5 separate regions of the Mus musculus genome follow, and regions 2, 3, 4 and 5 are each linked to region 1. The links are chromatin contacts, called in public HiChIP or PLAC-seq and promoter capture Hi-C maps. All regions are on one chromosome and are shown on one strand. The core of a region is the stretch at or near the end of the contact, and the rest is flanking DNA. Distances in the headings are between cores, read along the strand shown. Region 1 holds the start of Gprc5b (G protein-coupled receptor, family C, group 5, member B). Region 2 holds the start of Itpripl2 (inositol 1,4,5-triphosphate receptor interacting protein-like 2). Region 3 holds the start of Umod (uromodulin). Region 4 holds the start of Coq7 (demethyl-Q 7). Region 5 has its middle 39 kb from the start of Gp2.

Region 1 (3,335 bases), core at 487-2,986:
GTAGTCTATGGGAAAGTGCTCAAGGGTTGAATAGAACCAATTGGATGGTACTGAGTTCCAGTCTGGTGGGAGACACCAATGGACAACGTCCCACAGACTGTGTGTCACTGGAAAGCCCCCAGCCCTTATCATTTTTGAGGTGACAAGTTGAACCAGGGAAAATACTTGGTTTGGGAGTTTATTTGTTTGGTCAGCCTGACCTAGGTTGAGCGTGTGAGCACATGAGTTAGTGACTCGCTAGAGAGATGTCACCCTTGGGAGATCCCAGTGTCCCCAGAGCAGTTCTTTCCAAGCCTGCACACCCAGCCATCTCTCTAGGGACTTGAAACTTCTCTGTGATGCTCTGACTCTGTAAATGGCAGTAGTTAGACCTCTGGGACATGGAGCCAGGTGTTTCTCACCCAACACTGAACGGAACTTTCAAAGGCCAGATGCCTGTGCGGAGAACTTTACAATGTATTCCAGGTGTACACCAGTGGTCACATATTAAAACAGTCTGGGTTACACAGTTGAGGTCCTGAAGACCAGGAAGGCAAACGTTTAAAAGCTGTCGGTGTCAATTCCACAAACTACCACCAGGGGACAGTGCACATCCACGTTCCAGTTCTTCGGTCTGACCAGTACTAGCTTGGGAAGACCTTGTCCTGCAAAACATTTAACAAACGCCTACTGTGTACCAAGCCCTGTTTCTGGCGCCGGGACAATGTCGCTAACATGGGGAAGGGCTGTGTCATAGGAGCACGTCCCTTACATGTGTCCTTAAAATATACATATGTGTGTGTGTGTGTGTGTGTGTGTGTGTGTGTGTGTGTGTGTGTGTGTATTCACAGAGACGCATAGCCAAGCTCTATGTGGCCTGACCCTGGAGAAAACTAACTTGAAGAAAGAGAGAAAAGGACTTTCAGGGACTAAGAAAAGGTAAGGAACAACCCGAGACTGACAGCTCGCTGCAGGGGATGCCGAAGCGCAGTCTCCCTAAGCCTAGCCTAGATGATGCTGACCTCAGACAGCCAGGTGAGCGATGTCCCAGACTCCTCCAGCATGTATGTCCGATGCCTGCCCTGTGGTCACTGGAGGTATCTGTGCCCTGAGCGTCAGTGCAGCGCACAGCCAGAATCTGGTCTCTCTAGGTATGTGTGCCCAAGAGAGTGGCGGGTGTGTGCCTATGTGAATGATGTGTAAGAGATGGTGGTGATCTTGTACACGGACCATCGTGAGGAGGTCACCTCGGTGATGGTCACGTTTGGGATAGCCAAAGATATCGGTGCTGGGTTCAGTGTGCTTAAAGAGGAAAGGACGGGCTGGAGCAGGGTGGAAGAGGGCAGGGAATGTGCTCATCGGGGACCTTCCTAAGTGCATCACAGCGAGGCTTTGGTGACTTTAGAACGCATGCAGTAGAACCTTGTCCAAGACCTGCTGCCGGTGTGTGAGGGGAGTGCCCCTCTAGGATCCTCGTAGGAATATTGCGTCCTATGTGGCTGAGGATGTTTCTACAGATCAATCTGAGCAACTGTGCGTCTGGACTCTTAATAGGGAGGAGGAGATGTCCTCGAATTTGGGGCACCAGGAGTTTTGGGTGAGAAAGCCGTCTTAGCGCTCCGAGCAAGCCAGGAAGGCGCCTGGGGATGCGAGCAAGCTGTGGCTCTGGTCCTGGTGGTGAGCAGAGCTGCAGACCCGGCAGGGGCGGGGCTTGCTGGGGCGGGGCCTAACGGAGAGGCGGGGCCGCGGCTGCTGCAGCGCGGGCCGGGCCAGGGGGCGCCTCGCGCGGCCGCAGCTCGGAAGGGCGATGCAGTGAGGCGGGCTCGGCTGGCGGGCGTGCGCGGAGCGGGGGCCGCGGGCGCGCTGCAGAGATGTGACTTGGGCCCAGGGCCAGCAGGAGCGTCGGCGCTGCGGGGACGCGAGGGTCGGTGAGTACCAGCCAGCGCGGGCACGGGGAGGGCGCCGTAGGGACCCCAGAAACTTTTCCCGCCGTGATTTTGGAAAGATCCGGAGCGGATCCTGGCTCGTGCTTTTTCTGTTCTCCCTTCTCCCCCTCCTCCTCCTCCTTGGGGTACATCTGCAGAAGCCGTGGGGTTCGAGTGAGGGGTGCCACAGTGCGGCGGGAGAGGAGCCGCATTGGACCGACCGAGGGCAGTGGTTTGGGGACCTTTATCTGGTGGGGGAATCCACGAACTAAGGCTCTGACTATGGTCCGGGGTGAGGACAGACTACAAGCGTCTGGGAATAAAGGGGAATCTGGCCCTGTGCTAGTGACCCCTGTGAGGGACGTCGCCTGCAGGTTCCAGGGGGCCTGGCGGTTGGTGGGGTGCGAGGACAGCCAGGGTGCTGGTCCTGAACTAAGCACTACATGGCCTGAGGCAGGGGCCGGCCTTTGGAGACCTGAAATCTCACCTGCCGCAGGGTCTGGGGAACCCAGCTTGCAGCCCGCAGTGGCCACGCACTCTTGGAAAAAGGCGCGAGAGGGTGGGCACCACAGGGAGGGAATCTGAAGCTGGGGGACAAATAGTGGGCTGGCAATCTAGGGGCGGCTGCTTATGGTGAAGCGGAAGAATTTCTATCCCAGGCGAGGGCACTTGGGCCTCTGAGGAAAGCAGCCAGGCTAGGGGTAAGGACTACCCAGTGCAACGTCCCCTCTTCCTAGGGGACTGGGGCTCGAAGCCCCAAAGGACCCCACACATTTCATGGACCTGGTGGGAGAGATGAGCACAGATGAGGATCCAGCACCCCTCCTTGGCCGGCGGTAGCTGATTAAACAGTTTTGGATCGGCCCACCGACCTTGCTCCAGAGGACGCCCCCAGATCAGAGTGTTCATCCCCCTGTTCTAGCTCGGCCTAGCCAGTTACCCCCTTCTTCTTCTGTTCGCCAAGGGGGCGGCTCTTTGGAAGAGGGACAAAGGCCCCGGGAGTGTGGCGGGCACCATCGTCCCTGCCTGGGGCCCCCAAGCACACGCGCCGCATCGGCCGCCGGACTGCGCCGGGGTGGGGGCACCTGAGCAGCGTCCAGAAAGCTCCGGGGGTCCCCACAAAGACAAGAGGATGCAGAAGAGGCTAAGCACACCCCGTAGACAAAGCACTTGAGAACGTTATTTCCTAAGTTTCTTTGGTGGGCACTCAGAGCTTTGGGAATAACCGCACTTGGAGTTAAACTGCATGCAAATTACATGTAAATAGAATGCAAATTGGCATCTGTTGGTTGGAAACCCTCCTCTGGGCTAGTTTTCTATCTGGGCTGTGAACACTGTTTCCCTGATCCTCTCGCTTCTAAGTCTAAAAAGGGTCAGCTGGGTCGCAAGAGGGGAAGATGGGATGGGAAGGAGTTAAAGTTTGGGGCCCAG
Region 2 (3,335 bases), core at 492-2,991, 500 kb after region 1:
CCTAGTTATTGTTTTTATTTGGAAGTTAAGGGTGATATAAGGCAAGGTGACTGTGTGTCAGGTTGTCAAGGGGTGGATGTGTGGTGGTAAATCTTGGTATCAACTTAAACACAAGGGGGGCACCTTGTGAGGACACCCTAGGAATCCTCTGGACTCTGGCAACAGCATACATGGGATCTAAAAATAAATCCAGTGGCTGGGGAGATGGCTCAGTCAGTATAACACTCGCCTCACAAGCACGAAGACCCTTGTTCCATCCACAGAACCTCTGTGAGGAGGAGGCAGGTATGGAGGAGCAGCACACGATGGCCCGAATGTGAAACTCCAGCACTGGGGAGGTAGAAACAAGCCAATGCCTGGAGCTGCTGGCCACCGAAACAGCAACCTCAGGTTCAGTGAGACACCCTGTCTCAAAACCCAAGGCGGAATAGCACCCAAGGAATGACACTGAGGAATAACACCCAAGGTTAACTTATGGCTTTCACATATAAATGTGAGTGAACACACACACACACACACACACTTCTGCTTAGCCTGACTAGTTCAGTCAGGATCTCCTGGACTAATGCTGGGATGACCCTCTATCCTGGTTCTATGGTTGGGATCCCATATGCTCTAAGTCATTTACCCTTGCTCCCCTTATACAGCAGCAAGGTGTAATAAGTGTGAACAAATACAGACGACTATTCAAATACATTCAAATTGTTCCTGGGACTTTCGTGTTATGAAAAAGCGCAGGCTTTCCAGGTTTGTAAGAGTCCTCACAAAGGACTCAGAAAAAAAAAAAATGCCCAAAGGACACATGGACCTCTTCCCTGGCCACCCTGCCTTCTGACTCCTCTAGATGGAAGCACAGCTCTGCAAAGGCTGTGTGACTTTGGGTGATCTTTGGAACCTGGCTGGACTCTAGTATCAGAAAATCTGAGAAGATACTACTTATTGGCAATAGATATTAGCACTAAGGTCTTATCAGTATGGATTAGCATTAAAGTACAGAGTAAGTATGTACCATGTGACTGATGCAGGTATAAGGCAAACCAAAACCAAAACACAGTTCTTTCTTTCTTTTCTTTCCTTTTTAAAGTAAGTGTGTGTGTGTGTGTGTGTGTGTGTGTGTGTGTGTGTGTGTGTGTGTGCTTGCATATACGAGGAGGTCAGAGGGTAGGTAACTTGCAGAACACTTCTCTCCCTCCACTATGCAGGTTTGAGAATCAAACTCAGGTGGTGAGGCTGGGCATCAAACCTGTCTCCTGTCCTGCAAAAACTATCATTATCGCTTTGCACCAGCTCTCCCAGGTCTCAGATCCAACACTACCTCGTCAGACACCCTACAGTTTGGGGCAGGACTCTGAGGATCATCCTTTGGAAGATCAACCTGTACTCCTTCATTCAGCTTCCTTTCAGAACATCTGCTGGTGGGAATCTTTGTTTTTGAGACAGTCTATGTAGCCCAGACTAGTCTTGAACTCATGACTCCAGCCTCGGGATCAGAGGCAGTCATCACCACCCTTCTCTGTTCGTAGTCCCGTTTTACCAGACTGTGAGCTTGAATAACAGGCAAGAGAACCTCCACACTATCAACTGCATTCCCAGCCCTTAGGCTCCTGTCTAGTGCTTAGTAGGTACTCTACAGAGGTTTACAAGACAGCACAGCGGCAGACAGCTAGGGGCCACTTCCGCCCGAGCCTGCCACGCCGCCAGCGGGACTCGTTGGGGGTGGGGCCGGGCGAAGGGAGGGCCGGGCGGTGGGGCTGCAAGCCTTCCTCCAGCAACTTCCCAGTAAGTGCGGGATCAGATGCAGCCACCGCCCCGGAACCAGGCCTTCCCCGTTCTGCCTTCCAGGAGGGGGCCCAGGAGTAGCCCTCGGGAGTGCAGTCTCCCGCAAGTCCCGAAGTCCCTCTGGCCACCCGACGTCGAACCAGGCGGAGGCTGGGAGGGGGCCGCCCTCCCCGCGAGGCTCCAGACTCCGGCATTTCCTCCCGGCTGCCCGGCGCGGCCTTCCCCTCCGAAAGAAGAAAATCCCGGGACCCGAGTAACCCGGCCGATCGCCCCTGTGCACAGCTGTGGCGGAGCCAGGAGGGCCGCCCAGGGTAGGGTAGGAGTCCGGGGCAGAAGCCAGCCCAGGGCAGCGCGGCTGGGACTGAGCGGGACAGGGACAGGGCGCGGTCAGGGGCCGGAGCGAGCTGCGCGGGCGGCGCCTGGAAGGGGAACTTGAGCTAAGAGTGGAGGCAGAGCAGCGGGGCTGCTGGCCCCGGCGCTGCGAGCGGGGAGCCTCCTTCAAGGCCAAGGACACGGGGGCCTCGGGGCCTCCGGGACGCTGCGCGCATGCTGGGCAGGGGACACCACCCGGGCTCGCGCCCTGGGCCGCCCGGTCTCCCGGCATGTCCGTGCGGTACACGCTCAACCTGCGGGTCTTCTGGCCCTTGGTGACCGGGCTGTGCACGGCGCTGGTGTGCCTCTACCATGCCCTACGCAGCAGCGAGGATGCCCGGGCCGAGTCCCCCGACGGCGCAGACAGCGGTTTCCCGTTGCTCAAGGTGGCCATCCTTCTTCTCCTCGGCTACATCCTCCTACGATGTCGCCACGCCATCCGCCAGCGCCTGTTGCCAGGCTCTTCCCGCCCGCGTGGTCATGCCAACTTCTCAGCCAGATCCTTGCAAGAGCCAGGCCTGAGCATCTTACTGGAGAGTTACTATGAGCACGAAGTGCGCCTGTCGCCGCATGTGCTAGGTCACAGCAAGGCACATGTGAGCCGGATTGTGGGGGAACTAGTGCAAGCTGGCCGGGCCCGAGGGTCTCCAGGCCTCATCACCGGGGGAGCACTGGCTTTGGCCTTCCGGGGAGACTTCATCCAGGTGGGCAGCGCCTATGAACAGCATAAAATCCGCCGACCCGACAGCTTCGACGTGTTGGTGCCACTGCGACTCCCGCCGCAGGTGGCGCTGGAGCCGCGGAGCCTGGGGACCGAACCCTCGCTGACCCCAGCCTTCCGCAGCTGCTTCGTGTGCGCCCTCAAGGCACCACCCTCGCCATCGGGGGCCTCGACGGGCCAGTGGCATCGCGACTGCAAACCCTTCGCTGAAGGCTTCTGTGTGGATGTGCAGGGCCGTCGCCACCTCTCAGCTACCCTGGTACTGCGCTGGTTCCAGGCGCACCTACAGCGCTCCTTGGCCACTGTGCGCTACAGCTTGGAGGGTCGCTGTCGGGTCAGCCTGACCCCAGGCAGTCTGGAGCAGCCCCCCACCCTCCACATCCTTCCTTGCCGCACGGACTATGGCTGCTGCCGCCTTTCCATGGCCGTGCGCCTCATCCCTGCTGTCCACCTGGGTGATGGC
Region 3 (3,335 bases), core at 398-2,897, 480 kb before region 1:
AGCTTTGCCAATTCTGCAAACCTTGAAAAATTAGCATCTTTAAATTCAGAAGGGATACAAGAAGAGAACTTACATGGGACCTTGTAAAAAAGCATAGGGCATCAGTAACTAAAGTTACAAAGATAACAATCAGTGGTGAGTGAACAAAGGACATGGCCATGTTTTTTTTGTTATGAAACACACGCACAGGCACAGGCACTCACGTGTGCGCACGCGCGCACACACACACACGCGCACACACACACACACGCATGCACACATGCACCACACACAAACTGCAAAAGTGAATAAAAAGATATTTCTCACTTTGGCAAAGTGGATGGAAAGTTGATCAAAATGAAAGTTATACTCAGAACTATTTTGTACTAGAGGGAGGTTATAAATTATTGTTATTGTTATATTCTATTTTACTGTTTGTGGCAGCCTAAGTTGGTCTTGAACTCACTATGAAGCTAGCAATGACCTTGAGCTTCTGATCCTTATATCTACACTCTCAAGTGCCCAGATTATAAGTGTGCACCACTATACTCAGTTTATGCTGTGCTAAGGACTAAGCCCAATTATACAAACACACACACATATATACACACATACACACACACACACACGTATATATATGTATATATATATACATACATACACACACACACACACATATATGTAAAATTTGGGAAGATATATCAATCTTCTTTAAAGTACATGCTACTTTGGTCCAAAACTTTCACTTTTAGGAAGTTAAGAAGGAAGAGACAGAATAAGAGATGTCCCAAGAAAGTCAGTGTGGTTGTCTTAGTTATGCTTCCTGCTCAGTCAATGTTTCAGATTTTTCTCAGCACAATGACATCTATTCTATCAAGTTTTTGATAACTCTTTACATGGGACTGGGTGTGGCTTGTGGCTCTAGCTATTTCTATTTGTGACTGCCTATCAGCAAAGCATCCACTTCAGACTTTGACTCAAACATCACCAAGTATTCCCACTTGCATTGTCTCTGTTAACCAGCATCACTGTTCACAGGGCAGGGCATCACATCTCACAAAGGGAAAGGGAAAGGGAAGAGTTAAATTCCCTGGGATACTAGTCACGGTGGACTCAGGCAAACAGCCTCTTCAATTGTAAGATGATTCCCTAGTCCAAGGACCCTCTACTGTTTGGACTCCAGTCTTGTCTGACAGAGGTCCAGTTCAGGAGTGTCCAGATGGTCTGATAACCTGATGCCATTCTCAGAGACTCTTTCCTGTCTGGAATCTAGTGAGGAGGACTTATCTGGTGAAGCTGTCCTTTAGAACAGGAGTGTGTTCCAGTCTTCAAAGCAAACATTCCTTTTATCCTAACACAGTCTGACTTCAGATATACTGTCTTTTTCCTGGCTCCTTGGGCTTAGGTCTACCTTGTCCTTGCCCAGGTCCAAGAAAAGGCCCAGAACCTTGGCACTGTTTTGCCAGTTAATGTCTAACTGAGGAATGTCTTGCTGCCAAAAGGTGAAAACAGAGACCTTGTATTTCCAGGCACAGGTGTGACCCCAATGTCAATCATTTTGTGTCTAACTCCCAGGGGAAAAACTAACAACAACAGACTCATGGCTTGGAAAAGGTGAATTCTATGCCAAAAGGGAAGGAAAGTTCTACCCCCACAGAAACAATCTCAGAGGGCAGAAGCAGAGAATAATCTGAGGGAGAGGGCCAGCCAAGGGCAGGCAAGTATATATTGATCACAGGCACTTACTTGTGAATGGACCAGTCCTGTCCTGGGTTCAGGTAAGGCTGTATGAAACTGTCACCCCCATATCCACTTCTCCTCTATCTAATCCCATTATATTTCAGGGAGGTTGTGGTAGAAGCTTAGCTTCTGGACACTGGGGTCCCATGCTAACCTTCATGGCATCCTGGTATGCTGCTGTAAAACCTAGGGTAATGCTTGCATCCATCTGGAATTATTTCACCTGTTGCAACCACAATCATTTTGAAAATACTAGTATGTATTATAGTTATGTATGTATATAGAGTTAATCATCTCTAAAGCTCCTTATCTTTTGCCATTTCTTTACATGAGTTGTATGAAGATGTAGACGATATTCATTATTCTCTTTGGTATCTAGCACCTTGTTTGGCACATAATACTACTCAATAAGGGTTTGTTGAATGAATAAGTAGGTGAGAGCAAATTGTAAGTTCAGGTAATCACGAACTTCCTGTAAAACTCCAAGGCTGCCTCCAGTAAGGTATAAGTCCTGAGTGAGCCTTTCCCCATCTTGCAACTTTTTGCTCCAAATGAAAGACTCAGTTCTTCAAAATGTGCAGCACATGGAGGTTTGCGACATAGGGGTGTATTCACAGAGGCTTCGGAAGCCCACCAAACCTACAGTTAGATCACTGTACAGTCTTCCTTTTACATACAAGCTGTGCCTCCTGGTCTACATCCATGCTGTTTTCTGATCCATATAGAGGGTACACAACAAAAGCATTTCTTCTGTCTATAGGGAAGCAAATTAGATCATGCATGTGCCTCACCCACCTCTGTTCTCATGATTTCAGGCATCAGAAACACAAGGGAAATCCAAAGTACCTAACCCATCCTTGCCTTTGGGCAGGTGTTTCCAGGACAGAGGGCAGAGTGTAAAGGATGGGGATCCCTTTGACCTGGATGCTGCTGGTAATGATGGTAACCTCCTGGTTCACTCTGGCTGAAGCCAGTAACTCAACAGAAGCGAGTAAGTGTGTGTGTGTGTGTGTGTGTGTGTGTGTGTGTGTGTAGAGAAATGTTCCCTTTGCAGAAGCAATCTTAATCCCTCTTTTAGCACACTTGATGTGATCTTTATTTTAAGCCCATTTCTCAGATTGTAATGAGCACAGGACTCACTTCGAAGTTTTGTTAAGATGCAAATTCTACTTTAGTAGGTCTAGCAAGGGGCCCGAGACTCTGAATTAATAGCAGCGTGTGGGTGATGTTTCTGGTGGGACAAGGGGCTAAAACACCTCTGAACCATTTCTGCACTTCACGGTAAAGTCACAAGCATGCCCAGATACATAAGAGATTTGACCCACCTCTCCTGTAAGTGTGAAGTCATCCCATGGGGGTAGCTTTGCCTTCCACCCTGGAGTACTCTGGAATTACACTAAGTATAATTGTGAGGTCATGGTTAAAAGCACATGTTCTGTGGTCAGGCCATGTGCGTGTACCCTGTTTGACAACTGGCTTGCTCGTTCTGAATGTCAATATTCTTTTCTGTAAATGAAGAAAATGAAAATGGGTTCCAGCGGCAGGGGGTGTGCCCTGGGGAGGATTCGCTAAACTCTAGACTGAAAAGTCAATGAATAGAGGACTCCACTCAGGGG
Region 4 (3,335 bases), core at 388-2,887, 460 kb after region 1:
AAGTGCTTACTATAAAGTATGAGAACATTGAAAACCACAGAGAAAAATCAAAATTACACATAAGCACACAAGTTTTTTTTAAAGAGGCACCAAAGGCCAGCCTGGATGACACAGCAAGTTGAAAGTCATCTGGATACAGGGTGAAATTCTTGTCTCATAACCAGAGTGGGGGAAGGGGAAGAGGGAGGAGGAAGGGAAAGAGAGAGAGAAAGAGAAAAAGAGAGAGGAGAGAGAAGGGAGAAGAAAGCAAGCAAGCACAAATGGAGGGAAGAAAGAAAATGTAGTAGTCTCATATTTTCCACTTAAATGTTCTATTTTATCCAAAGTTCTTTCAAAGTTCATTGTTCTAACACCCCTGGAAGCTCCAGAGGCCAAAGCAGCCATTTCACCAGTTTAAGGCAAGCCTGAGTGACATAATCAGATCTGAACTCGTCATTACATCCATTTCAGGGAGCTGCTAACTGTGCTCATGAGTCATAGTTTGTTAGCATTCTCTTGATGGTAACCTTTTTAAAAAACATGTATTTGTCTGTGTGTCACATGTGCAGAGAGTCCGGAGGAGAGTGCTGGGTCACTTGGAACTGGAGTTACAGGCCGTTGTTAGCTTCCTGCTGTGGCTTCTGGGAATCAAACCCAGGTCCTCTACAGGAGCAAGAAGTGTTCTCAACTTCTGAGCTCTCTCTAGCTCCAATTTTTTAACACTTCCAAAAATTTCCAGTAATAACTAGGACATACACCTCAACATTCTTTTATCTCTTTAGGACAGATCTAGAAGTGGAATGCACGGGAAAGGTTCTGAACATTTGAAGGCTTTGAGAGCCAGATTTAGGTTGAGTATTCCACAGGAATATTTAAGTACCCTCACTGCCGCTAAGGCCCAGTACTTGGGCTCGTCTTAATTTTAAGTTACTGTAGTATACTAATTGAACACTATAATTATATAGAATGGGTTAGTAGTTTCATTTATTTTACAGTAGCTATGAATCAAATACCCGCCCCCCTCCCGCCAAGGGTGCAAACTCTAGTTTTCCTAAAGCCACAGTCTCTAGTGGTCCTATAATAGGCACTGATTATCCTTGCAGGTATGGTTTTTCCCCTTATATACTTATCTGACTTGAAAATTTATTTCTATTGGCTAGATCCTAGCTGTCATATTAATGGATATGCACTTTAAAATGTTTAATGTATGTTACTAAATTTTCCTTCCCTCAACACACAGCTATGTTCATCACTAATGTGCACTAGGCCATGAATAATCCAGTAAAGGATGAACAATGAAGCAAATCTCAATATAAAAATTGAGAAGGAACGGAAAGTAACGGGAAACAAACTGGGAAACCCACAATTACACCGAAAACTGGCATGTTTTACCAGGTAATTGCTGACTTTCAGGTGTAAATCGGCTCTTAATAGAGAAAAATAATCTCCATAACGTGGAGGAAACAACAGTGACCTGCGGGTCGCCTTTCCAAGACAGGGAGAAACCCTAACCTAAAATGCCTCTCCAGGGCAGCTCTGCATCAACCCTAAGAGCCGACCGGGCGCCTTCACGACGTTACAATGATCGACAGGGGGAAGACCCAATAGAGTACGTGAATCGGTCATTTCTAACCAATCGGGTGTAATCCAGGGCCTAGGGGCGTTTCCTCTGGCTCTCGGTCCGCGGCATCTATGCGTCATCACCCTGAGTCGAGAGCACGATTGGCGGGGCGTTTGGACCATAGCTGCATTGTCCGCAGCGATGAGCGCCGCCGGAGCCATAGCGGCTGCTTCCGTGGGACGCCTGCGCACTGGTGTCCGGAGGCCCTTCTCAGGTACCGGCCGTTCGGGGTCGTGGTTCGGCGCGGGGCTCTTCGCCGGTGACTATTTGCAGTGGAGGTCACGGATGTCACGGGGAGGACGTCTATACGTCACAAGCGCGCGACATGGGGGTGGGGTTTGTAGTACGTCTAGTTGATTGATAGGAACGGGTGAACTTCTGCAGGATGCCCTGCCGGGGAACAAGTGATTACCAGCCTGTGATGTGACGTCAGTGCAAGTGTGGAACTTGAGTGTCCTGCAGTGTCCCTCCGGTCTCCACTCGGGACTTTCTCAAGCAAAGTAGCCTTCCGACGACAGCATCAATCTGTTATAAATGCAGATTTTCGGGTCCCCCTCATTATCCACTGGATTGATAGGTTTTAGAGTTTTAAAAAGTGTGTGTGTGTGTGTGTGTGTGTGTGTGTGTGCGCGCGCGCGCGCGCGTGCGTGCGCACAATAATTAAATTCTAGAGAGGCCAGAATTGGGGTTTGAATCTGCAACTAGAGTAACAGGCAGTTTGTGAATCCCTATATATGGGTGCTGGGAGCCCAACTCAAGTCATTTGCAAGTGCAGTACACATTCTTAACTGCTGAGCCTTCTTTTGAGCCGTAGAGTCTCTGTTTTTATCAAGCCTCTCATGGGACTGTTTGTATTGCAAAATATGGTAAGCTTTGAATTTGGAATGGAGAGAGGTAGGTTTGGATTCAGGTCTGATTCATCCGAGCTGCCCCAGAAAATCGTGGTCATTTTCTCGAAACTAAATCTTCAAGCATTAGATTTCTATTTTGCCTGAAGGCAATATTGTTTGGAGGTTTGAGATGTGTTTTTGTTTAACTACAACTTATTAAGTAATTTAATTGAAACTACATCCTTTTGGTAAATAATAAGCCAGAATTGTCTGCCCCCAAATGGATGAGTAATCACACACACACACACACCACCACCACCACCACCAATACCATGAGAACAGCTATGAAACTTCATTAGATATTGTTGTGTGTGCCTTCCAAGGCTTGAGTCCAAGGTTGTTTTTCTTTCTGGAAGAGAAGAGTGCTTAGCAAGTGTTTGGATATTTTTCAAGACATGCCAGTTATAGAGATGTTTTCCTTGGTGATAAATGGATCAGAAGAGACTTTTTAAGAGCCTCTTAGTATGTAATTTATGTGTCCATAAGCCACTTAAAATCTTCTCATTTGCCACTTAAAATCTCCCAGATACCATGGCTGGAACAGCACTCTTGAGAGCTTCTAGCTCTGCGATTCAGCTTTATTTTAAAGTGTGTAACAAGGCAGTCAGGTCTCAGGGATGTGAATTTTAAGGTTCCTTGCTAACCCAGTGAACAGGTTAACAATAAGAATCACTTGTTTTCATTTATGAAGTAACTTAGTTTCCTTTGTTTCATATACCCTCATGATAATAATAATTAAAAAAAAACCTTAAGTGTGTGTCTCCTTAAAAAAATAAAACTAGCCTTGCTACTGGATAGGTTTTAATTTGGTTTTGAGACAGCCTCTAGCGCTGGCTGACCTGGAC
Region 5 (3,335 bases), core at 217-2,716, 430 kb before region 1:
AATGCAACCCAGCACTCATATCAAAACAGGTCAAAGAGAAGTCTCTGCGGATAGTTCTAATGTACAGCTAGGACAGCCAGCCTCTGACTTACAGCTACAGTAGGGACACACACACACACACACACACACACACACACAGAGAGAGAGAGAGAGAGAGAGAGAGAGAGAGAGAGAGAGCCTAACATTTCTCTTCCAGATCTTTCATTTCCCTTAAATGATATGCCTACTTCTCCCAATAGCTGTTCCTCTAAGACTGCAAGAAGCTTGATGCTTTCATTAAGTCCTTTCTCGGTTCTAACAGTACTGACCACTTCCTCCTTTGGGTGTAAGTGTCACTGTGTAGATCATACTACCTGCCTGCATGTCTGTCACCTTTTGCCTACATGTCACATGTGACCTGTTCATCTGACACTACCTTCTCTGATGATGTTTCTGATTTCCTTTCTACCTTGGAGGGAGGGAAGAAAAAAGGGAGAGAGATAAATTTAACTTTATGGTTTTCAAGAGCAAAGAATGGTACATAATTTATCATTATGAGTCTAATTCCTGAAGCAAATTAGACATATGGTAGTAATTTAATTAACTGATATATAATGACCTACTATGTGCCAGGCATGCTACCACTGCTCAAAGACAAGAAGCTATAGAACTCAAGTCCAAGAACCCCAGTAGTTCTCTCATGATCAAAAACGCCCAAGGAACCTCCTGCAAGCCACTGCCCTCCCCGAGCAGCCTTCCCTTACCTGTAAAGAGACAACCATGTGGCAACATCATAGGACCACATTATACTCATGAGACACTGGTCCCCAACTCATGAGAGCTGCTATTGGCATTTTATTTTGCCTTCACCATAACCTAGTAAAATATATACTATTTCTGTATATCCCATTTTAACAGAAGACTCTGTCCCCAGAAATCTTTGCTTGCAGAGTAAAACAAAGCTGGTAAGTGGCGACTCAAAGAGTAGAATCCAGGCCCAGCTGACTTTAAGATCTGAGCTCCTCCCTCTCCAGTTTCATTCAGGCAAAGTGGCTCCAAGATTTTTGTGCCCTCTCCCCAAGGAGACTTTGGCCTGAGGTCAAGGAATAAATAGACTTACTGTAAGGGAAGAGCCTGACTTGAGTAGCCAGGCTCAGAAGGAGACCCATCCTCCCCCAGCCCCTGAATCTCCAGGTGCCCTGGAGACAGCCAGTAGGCTGCTGCCACACAGGCCTGAGACCTCAGGACCCCAGAAGAGCAGAGTAAAGGGAGAAGTGAGCAAGGTGGGCTTGTCAAACAGGAGGAAAGGAAAGCACAGAGGAGGTGGATAAACAGGCAGGGATAGCACCAGACAACTGTCAAGAGCAGAAAGAAAGGCATCCGAGATTGTGGGGGAGGGGTCAGGGAGCTAGGGGGTAAAGAGAGCCCAGTGGTGCCCAGCTGATCTCTCCCCAAGTGGAAGAGCTGTTGCTATGACAACATCAAGAGGCAGATCGATGCTTGGCTTTGGATGGAGTGCTCAGTCACTGCCAACTCCCTCCCCTTTTCTCTCCCTGAAGTGGGGAGTGTGAGCATGGAGGAGGGGTAGCCACTATTCCCAGAGCCCCATGGAGCCACAGTGTGGGTCTCTGTAGCACTTGGCTAGAGCACTGCACACCCTCTCTCCAGAGTCAGGAGGTCTGAGACAGTATTTTTCTGTTTCTGGCCCTTTGGCTTGAGTGAGATGGATGGAGAGCAGTTTCCCAGCCCCTGAGAGCTGGGGAGCTGCCTGGTTGCTGCCACTAGGGTTGGAGGGCATAGGAGCTAAGCATCACTTTTCTAGTTTTTTATTTATTCTTACATATATTACATCCTGACCACAGTTATCTCTCTGTCCTCTCCTCTCAGTCCCAACACCTCCTCCTCCATCCACTTCTCTTCTGTTTCCCTCCAGCCTCTCAGGGATATCAACCAAACAGGGCATATCAAGTTGCAGTAAAACTAGGTACCTCACCTCATGTTAGGGCTGGATGAGTTAACCCAGTAGGGAGGTAAAGGGTTCCCAAAGAAGGGAAAAGCATCAAAGATGGCTCCTGCTCCCACTATTAAGAGTCCTGCAAGAAGGTCAAGGTACACAACTGTTACATGTGTGCAGAGAGCCTACATCAGACCTATATAGTCTCTGTGAGACCAGGCTAGTTGATTCTGTGGTTTTTCTTGTGATGTCCTTCACCCCTCTGTTTCCCACAGTTCTTCTTCCCCTTCTTCCACAAGATTCACCCAGCTCCACCAAATGTTTAACTGTGGATCTTGACATCTGTTTCCATCAGTTGCTGGATAGAGCCTCTCCGGTTACCATTATGTGAGGCTCCTGTCTAAGAATAGAATAGAATATCATTAGGAAACATTCTCCCACCCCTGGTGTGTTTGGTTCGACTCTAGATCTCTGGGCTATCAGGCCTCCGGTTCCTGACAGCCCAGGTAGTGTCAGGGGTGAACTCCTTAGCTATAGAGTATAATATAATCATGTTACAATCTACAGACCCTGAAAGGTTAAGTAACAAGGAGGGCTCAAGGAGGGATGTGTGGATCTCCCTGGGAAGAGGCAATAGAATAGACAATGAGTAGACTGCAGCCGAATGTGAATGGAAACAGGAGGAGGTTAAGGGAGAAGGTACAGGGAGAAACAACTGGAATTTTGAGGCTTTCCAAAAAGGTAAGGTAGAAACCTAGGCCAATGGAAATTCCCAAGACCCTGTGAAGGTGACCCTAGCTAAGACTCCTAGTAATGGGGTATACAGAGCTGGAACCAGCCATCTCCTATAACCAGGCAAGACTTCTTGTGGAGGGATTGAGACACTGATCCAACCACAAAACCTTCAACTCCCAGTTTGCCCTGCTTGTAAGATGTGCTGGGGTAAAGGTTGCCCAGAAATTGTAGGAAAGTGTTTTGTAAGTGTGGAAAGATGAGAGAAATGCTTGAGTCCCATTGGGTACCAGTGACTATACTAGCATTGTCCAATGTGTGTTCCTCAGCAGTCTTGGAGGGCATCTCACCCTCTGTTTTCAGAAGAGGAAACGATCGTGAAAAAAAAAACCAAATATATTTATTGTCAAGGTCACACTGAAGTCTAGGAATGAGCCTGGCATTTGAATGATCTCAGGTTTCTCTGGTTCCAGAGTGTTCACTGAAAATATTGCTGTGGAGCATAGGTTCCTGTCCATGAAGGGCTAGCCTTAGGGGTAATCTTGGCATGATGATGTAAGTTTCATCAAGGAAGGCAGTGGAGAACAGGCTGGGGGACCACTGAAACCTCTTCTACTCATCTTCCCTGCCGAGGCTCCATTCACACATTTTCTCACTGAGGTCAAGTACA

The links. Promoter capture Hi-C pulls out the DNA fragments that hold promoters and counts their contacts. HiChIP or PLAC-seq counts read pairs in DNA pulled down with a chosen protein or histone mark.
Region 2: a contact with region 1 is called in a promoter capture Hi-C map of embryonic stem cells, with 3 times the contacts expected there. The contact joins the promoter of Itpripl2 here to the promoter of Gprc5b in region 1. A contact is called at or near these places in 1 of 39 promoter capture datasets (embryonic stem cells), 1 of 15 datasets of contacts at CTCF or cohesin (embryonic stem cells), 4 of 484 Hi-C or Micro-C datasets (all in embryonic stem cells), 3 of 115 datasets of contacts at active chromatin or transcription factors (embryonic stem cells and pancreatic cancer cells) and 1 of 9 other capture datasets (embryonic stem cells).
Region 3: an H3K4me3 HiChIP or PLAC-seq map of stem cell-derived neural progenitor cells shows a contact between it and region 1, with 20 read pairs. The contact joins the promoter of Umod here to the promoter of Gprc5b in region 1. A contact is called at or near these places in 7 of 115 datasets of contacts at active chromatin or transcription factors (craniofacial prominence, embryonic basal ganglia, embryonic forebrain and 3 more).
Region 4: a contact with region 1 is called in a promoter capture Hi-C map of embryonic stem cells, with 2.5 times the contacts expected there. The contact joins the promoter of Coq7 here to the promoter of Gprc5b in region 1. A contact is called at or near these places in 1 of 39 promoter capture datasets (embryonic stem cells), 7 of 484 Hi-C or Micro-C datasets (B cells, CD8 T cells, double positive thymocytes and 2 more), 5 of 115 datasets of contacts at active chromatin or transcription factors (embryonic stem cells, microglia and stem cell-derived neural progenitor cells) and 4 of 9 other capture datasets (adipose tissue, embryonic stem cells, liver and 1 more).
Region 5: an H3K4me3 HiChIP or PLAC-seq map of embryonic basal ganglia shows a contact between it and region 1, with 4 times the contacts expected there. The contact joins the enhancer-like site here to the promoter of Gprc5b in region 1. A contact is called at or near these places in 2 of 39 promoter capture datasets (both in embryonic stem cells), 6 of 115 datasets of contacts at active chromatin or transcription factors (embryonic basal ganglia, embryonic limb bud, embryonic stem cells and 1 more) and 1 of 9 other capture datasets (embryonic stem cells).

What each region holds. Positions count from the first base shown.
Region 1 is chr7:118,993,612-118,996,946 of GRCm38.p6, reverse strand. It overlaps Gprc5b (G protein-coupled receptor, family C, group 5, member B), which reads left to right and starts at 1,736. Exons shown (of 4, transcript NM_022420.2): 1 at 1,736-1,907.
Region 2 is chr7:118,490,381-118,493,715 of GRCm38.p6, reverse strand. It overlaps Itpripl2 (inositol 1,4,5-triphosphate receptor interacting protein-like 2), which reads left to right and starts at 1,741. Exons shown (of 1, transcript NM_001033380.3): 1 at 1,741-3,335. The coding sequence starts at 2,382.
Region 3 is chr7:119,477,574-119,480,908 of GRCm38.p6, reverse strand. Umod (uromodulin) reads left to right here and starts at 1,647. Exons shown (of 11, transcript NM_001278605.1): 1 at 1,647-1,757; 2 at 2,591-2,710. The coding sequence starts at 2,623.
Region 4 is chr7:118,531,658-118,534,992 of GRCm38.p6, reverse strand. Coq7 (demethyl-Q 7) reads left to right here and starts at 1,637. Exons shown (of 6, transcript NM_009940.3): 1 at 1,637-1,814. The coding sequence starts at 1,742.
Region 5 is chr7:119,419,097-119,422,431 of GRCm38.p6, reverse strand. No RefSeq gene overlaps it. Among named protein-coding and RNA genes, the nearest start is that of Gp2, 39 kb to the left of the region's middle. Within about 2 kb of position 1,466, at least 18 of the 459 cell types and tissues checked have an H3K27ac peak or open chromatin away from gene starts, as enhancers often do. A contact at or near this core is called in embryonic basal ganglia, where this site is marked.